Regions from separate parts of the Lactuca sativa genome. Here region 2 is linked to region 1. A link is a contact called in public Hi-C data. All regions are on one chromosome and are shown on one strand. Each heading gives the region's core, a stretch centred on a gene start, on an enhancer-like site or on the middle of the called end of the contact. The rest is flanking DNA. Distances are from core to core; before and after follow the strand shown.

Region 1 (3,522 bases), core at 20-2,519:
ACGTGGGGGAAAAAAGACACTTGCCACATGTGCAGTTTTGTGACAGAGTGTGGCAGGCCTTGTTATGGCGTGTGATATTCACAGCCCTTCCAAAAGTTAAAAGCAACAACTCAACCCCCACCAATGTAATAAAATAATATAAAATACAATAAATGTAAAATCCCATTATATTTAATACGAGTAAATGTAAATACTCAATAAAGAAAAAAGATTAATCATTTTCAATGGCCGCAATTAATTAACGTCTTTGGGTATATATATATATATATATATATATATATATATATATATATATATATATATATATATATATATATATATATATATATATATATATATATATATATATATATATATATATATATATATATATAAAACTACGATTATAAAACTAATTAAACTTTTATAATAAAATTTTTAATTATTAATCAGTTATTTTAAATAAATTATTAATTAAGAGATATATCAAAAATTTAAAATTATTACAACTTCAAATTTAACATATAATTAGAAAATTTAAATTTGAATTTTGAAATGAGTTGTCTAATATATCTACATGATACATGACATAATATTAATGAGAAGTTATATTAGAGTAACATTTGGCAAAATAATATTAAAACTATATATTTATTAGAATAGAGATAGAGATATATAAACCATTGCTATATGTCGTATTATACATAAACCATTGCTATATATTGCTATATGTCGTATTAGTTATGGTTTAAACGATTTTTCCATAGTTAATCAAGATATTATATAAATTACCATTCAAAGTTTATCATACAAACAAATTTAATATATTTACATATATATATATAACTATATGCTAAAAGCAATATATCTTAGATCAATGTTTATTTTACTTGATATATATCTTCTATACAAGATAACAATATATTATATATTCCTCAAATTCAAGTAATTTATTTGTTATGTTCTATTTACAAAAAAACATAACAATATAATTACCTATTCATTTTAAAAAGGGAAAAAAAAGTTACACATTACCTTAATTGAATATAAAGGTACATACATATACCATCTAATATGATAATTAGACTAAAATATTTCATTAATACTGTAAGCATTTGACCTACATTTGAAAAAGTGTAAAAAAATGTAATATAAAGGAGTATAATTTATGTTATCTAAAAAGTAAATTAATCTATTGAATGAATAATATTACGTATATATAGAATATAAAGCTTTGTGTAAACCCATAAATATATGTTTGTGCCTATATATATAAAAAAGAATGAGAGGCTTTTAATGAGTTGCTTATTAGTTCGAACACCTGTATATAAACCCATGTACTAATGTACTATAGGAAGACTATCAGACCCCATTTCTCAAACTAAGTGAGCTTTCTACTTTCGTCGTTCTACATATATAATGGCTTCAAAAGCCGACGCCGACCACAAACAAAATGGTCACCCTTTACCACCGGAGTGTACGGTGGAAGAGGTGGCGCTGGTGGTGCCTGAAACCGATGACCCGTCGCTACCGGTGCTGACATTCCGGGCATGGACACTCGGAGTTGCCTCATGCACCGTTTTGATTTTTCTAAACACTTTCTTCATATACCGAACTCAGCCGCTAACCATCTCCGCCATCCTCATGCAAATTGCTGTTTTGCCGATCGGAAAATTCATGGCCGCCACCTTGCCGACGAAGGAGTACCGGTTGTTGGGTCGTAGCTTTAGCCTGAACCCGGGTCCGTTTAACATGAAGGAGCATGTGATTATCACGGTGTTCGCCAACTGCGGCGTTTCAATGGGCGGAGGGGATGCGTACTCCATCGGAGCCATTACTGTTATGAAAGCTTATTATCGACAGAGCTTGAATTTTCTCTGTGGTTTGATTATTGTCTTGACTACTCAGGTATAATTAATTAACTCATTAATTAATCTTCATGGGTTTTCTTTAATTCTTCTTATTTCAAATAAGAATTTAATCGATTCGTCTGTCTTTGTTCAGATTGTGGGATATGGATGGGCCGGAATGTTGAGGAGGTACTTGGTTGATCCGGTGGAAATGTGGTGGCCGGCGAATCTTGCTCAGGTGTCTCTCTTCAGGTATGTTTTCAAACTGTTCATCCAATTTAATTATTATTACTTTTAACAATCGATTAAAACCTGATACTTCAAATTTCAACCTTTGTTTGCTAAATATACATTTCAAGAATCGGACTTGATTTCCTCATAAAGTATGACTACTTTTTAATGTTCTTCACTTTAATGATGGCATCAAGAATATCAAGTATTCCATGAGATTGAGTAAATAAAAATGTTGTTCCATATTCCATGACGAGTTGACGACTGTTTTATTGGAGAATTTCGAACTCTTTTCAAAAGTGAAATCAAACAGAATCATTTCTATTCGAAATCAGTTCAATTGATTCTCCTGTTTTGTTTCAGAGCGCTACACGAGAAGGAGACGAAAGCACAGGGAATGACAAGAATGAGATTCTTCATGATCTTCCTGGTTGCAAGCTTTGCATATTACGCATTTCCCGGCTATCTTTTTCCGATCTTGACTTTCTTCTCATGGGTATGTTGGGTTTTTCCGAACAGTATAACAGCACAGCAGATCGGCTCCGGTTACCATGGGCTAGGCGTCGGCGCTTTCACCCTCGATTGGGCAGGAATTTCAGCTTACCATGGAAGCCCACTGGTTACTCCATGGACTTCCATTATCAATGTCGGAGCTGGTTTCATCATGTTCGTTTACATCATCGTCCCACTTTGTTACTGGAAATTCAACACATTTGACGCACAAAAATTTCCCATCTTCTCCAATCAGCTCTTCACATCCACCGGACATAAATACGACACCACAAGAATCTTAACCCCACAATTCGACCTCAACATTGCTGCATATCAGAGTTACAGTAAGCTCTACTTGAGTCCCCTCTTTGCACTTTCAATTGGATCTGGATTCGCGAGATTCACAGCCACCCTCACCCATGTCGCGCTTTTTCATGGCGGGTAAGCAACTGTTCTTCGTTTAATTAAAACATAACAGGCCCTGGTCTCTGAATCCTGATACAATGATCGATAACTTGTAGGGATATATGGAAGCAGAGTAGATCTGCAGCACATAATGTGAAGCTTGATATCCACTCGAAACTAATGAAGACTTACAAACAAGTTCCTCAATGGTGGTACCTGGTGTTGTTGATCGGGAGCATTGCTTTATCGCTAATAATGTGTTTTGTCTGGGCAGAAGATGTTCAGCTCCCATGGTGGGGCTTTCTCTTCGCTTTCTTCTTGGCTTGGATTGTTACTCTCCCCATTGGAGTCATTCAAGCAACCACAAACCAGCAACCTGGATATGACATCATCGCACAGTTCATAATCGGTTATGTGTTACCCGGAAAACCAATCGCAAATCTTCTGTTCAAAATCTACGGGCGAATCAGTACCATTCACGCTCTTTCGTTTCTATCTGATCTTAAACTCGGACACTACATGAAAATCCCACCTAGATCCATGTTCACAGCTCAGGTATATATAT
Region 2 (3,798 bases), core at 751-3,250, 150 kb before region 1:
TCTTTTTTTAGGCTAAATTTAGAGAGCATGTAAAGAAAGGAAGAAGAGAGGAATGTGTTGTGTGCGTTTATTTTCTCTTTTTTTAGGCTAAATTTAATTAAGAAAAAATATATAATAAAATAGAAATGGTATAACAAAAATTATATATGAGTAATGACCAACCATGCCAGAAAATATAACCACGATGACCATTCATATAAAAATAAACACAGGGACTATAGTTTTGACATGTGGTAAATTATATGGACCATTTATATAATTTTGTACCCGCATATATGACAAATACATTAATTCATGTACACTTTATTATTATTATTATTATTATTATTATTATTATTATTATTATTATTTAATTATAAGATTTTTTTTAGATTTTATTACCATTAAAATTAGTTTTCATCAATCAATCATTAACAATATATATATAGGGTACTCCTAAATCCTAAACACACGAATAAATTTTCTTATCGACAAAAAAAGAACTAAAGAAGACGGTTACGCAAAGCAAATGATGAAGGGACATGGTGATGTGTTCTATTGCCAATTCCAATCTTTGTTTTTTCTTACTCTACAATCTACAAGAAATATATATATATATATATATATATATATATATATATATATATATATATATATATATATATATATATATATATATATATATATATATATATATATATATATATATATATATATATATATATATATATATATATACAAATAAAAAAAAATCCATTTGACATTAAACAAATTTCCAACCAAAAAATACATATTCAATTAGTTTTGTTACAATACCAAAGAAATAATAACAATAATAATACATCTATTTTCAACACTAATTAGTAATTACCCACCTAATATCGATGATTTTCGTGTTATGTTTCAAGATAAGAAATGAAATCAATAATCAATAACCATTTTACATTACGGAGCATCCTTGTGGATTTTCTTCACTAAAATAATCATGACGACTTGCAATCCCATTATACCCATGATCATATCCATATCCATGTCCATGCCCATGTCCATATCCGTACCCATGCCCATACCCGTATCCAGATGGTTGTGATGGTGCCGGAGGCGGATAGCTTCCACCATAACCCTCGTATCCATATCCAACCACCGCGTAATTTGGTGGATACATTTGTGGATACCCATGAACCGGCTCCACCACCATTTTTGCCACCTCCGGTTTAGGTTCAGATTTTTTGGGTTGCGGCGGCGGCGCGTCTCCTTTTGCTGCTTTGGGCTTCCCGGCGGCATCTTTGGGTTTATCTTTATCTGAAGGTTTGGAGTCTTTGGGCTTTTCAACAACTACTTCTATCTTCTGAATCGAGCTTCCACCTTTGTAACAGAGTTTATCCCTGATCTTTTCAGGGCTACAACAGACGACAGTGATCTTCACCTTGTTTTTTTCCACATCATATTCCTGATCCCTTATTTCTGTTAATTAGTTTCCATAAACACAATACGAATTCAGTTTAAGCAAATGCGATTGTGGATTGAAATTTGAAAAAGGAACAAGTAGACTGACCAGGGATTTTACAGAGAATTTTCTTAACTTTCTTGTAGCAGTCGGAGCACTTGAGGTCAACATCCAGCACCATTTTCGTTACCTTTTCATATCAATCAATAAAGTCAAGAACTTGTGATCCGAGAGCAAATGCATAAACCCTAATTGGTAAATTGGTGGGGTAGATACATGATACATCATACATTACATACATATACATTGAGCGGAAATGATTAGAAGACGAATTGGAATGAGTACCTTCTCATGATGCGGAGCCATTGGTGGTCGGAGATGTTGAGATCTGGTGGGGAATGGAGGGTGAAGATAGATAGAGATAGAGATAGAAATAGATAAAAGTGTATTGAAAGAAAGGGAGGGAGCTGTTTGGTGTACTGTTAACCTAATAAAGAACTGCTTACATCTCAGCAATGTGAAATGGAGGATCAAATGTCATTATGCTGATTATTTTATTAATTAATTACAGGTTTTCACTGGTGTATCAATGATTATGTTCTAGTTTTTATTTGGATGGAATCTTCCATTCCATGTTCAGGCCGACTCTATCCATGTACACACACCAACACGAATACAGACAGCTAATCATTTAGATTTGATTGTCTGTATCTGTAAAGACATTATATTATGCTCATGGTTTTTTTTTTTTGTTTTTTTTTTTTTTTATAGTAGTCCAAGTGACAACTTTTAACAATATATATTCCTAAAACGTAAGTTTTCATCTTTTAGCTATCATTTATTTTTGTCAAACACATATAACAATCTTTGTTATTCCAGGTATAGTGAGAGACGATTCATTTTGAAGGCTAACATGTTCAATTATGGATTCCAATTTTCATGTATTTGAAACTATTAGAGAGAAGGAACAACAATGATGAGAACCAGTATGGGGTTGCAAAATCTAGAGGACGTTTTTTTTAGTGTTTAAATAAGGATATATTTGTAAGATTGTCTGCATTATTAATGAACACTTTCAAACAAGTAAAAAGAAGAAGAAAAAAATCTACTTAATTAAATCAATATTTTTTTTATTATTTTATCAGCGATAAACAAACACAATAAACTAATAAAGATATTATGATCATATGATTGTACCCTATCAACAATAAATTAGTAACGTCTGCTTTCTTATTTTCTTTGTGTTCGTCATATGTGAGAACAATATTTGGTAAAAGAAAAAAAAAATGTGGGCCTACACATTTGGAACGAAGTTTTAGTGTTGTAAGTGACAAAAATGGGTAAACCCAATCATATGGCCCAATCAACAATTGGTACTTATGTAGATATGACCGAATTATGTGACTTATGGAGCTGTCAGTCTCCTTGATTAATTAATCTGTTTCTGACATGTCACACTAACCAAGAGAGCATGTAACGTATGCATGCAATTCACAAATACTTAACGAAGAATGCATTATGCATATTTATGTTGCTGCCAATTTCATACACGCACAAACGTTTGATATCAATTAATGAAACTGCAGTACCTGGATGCCTGGTTATTGCAGTCCCTAGGTCTCTTCGTTGAATAAAGATTATGTTTATTTTTAATGGGAGTTAGATTATTATAGCGTAATAAACTTTTGCTCCACAACATAAATTATAAATTATGTTTAGGGTTATTGCATTTTGTTAAAAATTTAGTATGCAGTGGCTATTACAGCATTTTTTTGTCAGGATACTATTGAATTTTTTCAAAAACATAAAAGGGCTTTTCAAGTAAACTTTAGAAAATTATGGTATTTTTTTTTGTAGGATCATTTTTTATGAATAATCCTTGTGGTTCGGGGTGATTTGTATGCCTGGTTTTAAACTTATTTTTTCTTAATTCGTTGAGTCCATAAGGTATTATTTTTATTGTGTAGTTGGTCTCTATCTAACATAAAAAGACTATTTTGTCTTTAATATTTTTATAAATTATTCTATTTATAATATAATTAACCCTTATTTATATTATAAATTTATTTAAATGTTATAAGACATTAACCCCTTACTTATTTGCCTTTTTCCCCTCCAAACTGCTCCCATGTTATGTAAATTGTTAAAATTGATATTATATATATATATATATATATATATATATATATAACAAAAAAAAATTATATAATAAAAGAAACAATTTATTTAATCATATTGAAACAAATATTTATACATAATAATTGATATATATATATATATATATATATATATATATATATATATATATATATATATATATATATAATATTTAAAATGGTTACAAAATTTTAATAATCTTAATTCATTTCATT

The links. A called contact is a pair of places that touch in the nucleus more often than the background predicts.
Region 2: a contact with region 1 is called in a Hi-C map of leaf, with 4 times the contacts expected there. The contact joins the promoter of LOC111921650 here to the promoter of LOC111920790 in region 1. A contact is called at or near these places in 2 of 4 Hi-C or Micro-C datasets (both in leaf).

Annotation. Positions count from the first base shown.
Region 1 is chr7:16,633,323-16,636,844 of Lsat_Salinas_v11, reverse strand. LOC111920790 (oligopeptide transporter 3) reads left to right here and starts at 1,269. Exons shown (of 5, transcript XM_023916658.3): 1 at 1,269-1,887; 2 at 1,984-2,081; 3 at 2,424-2,993; 4 at 3,074-3,512. The coding sequence starts at 1,399.
Region 2 is chr7:16,781,271-16,785,068 of Lsat_Salinas_v11, reverse strand. LOC111921650 (protein PYRICULARIA ORYZAE RESISTANCE 21) reads right to left here and starts at 2,000. Exons shown (of 3, transcript XM_023872358.3): 1 at 1,772-2,000; 2 at 1,535-1,616; 3 at 736-1,443. The coding sequence starts at 1,792. The coding sequence ends at 920.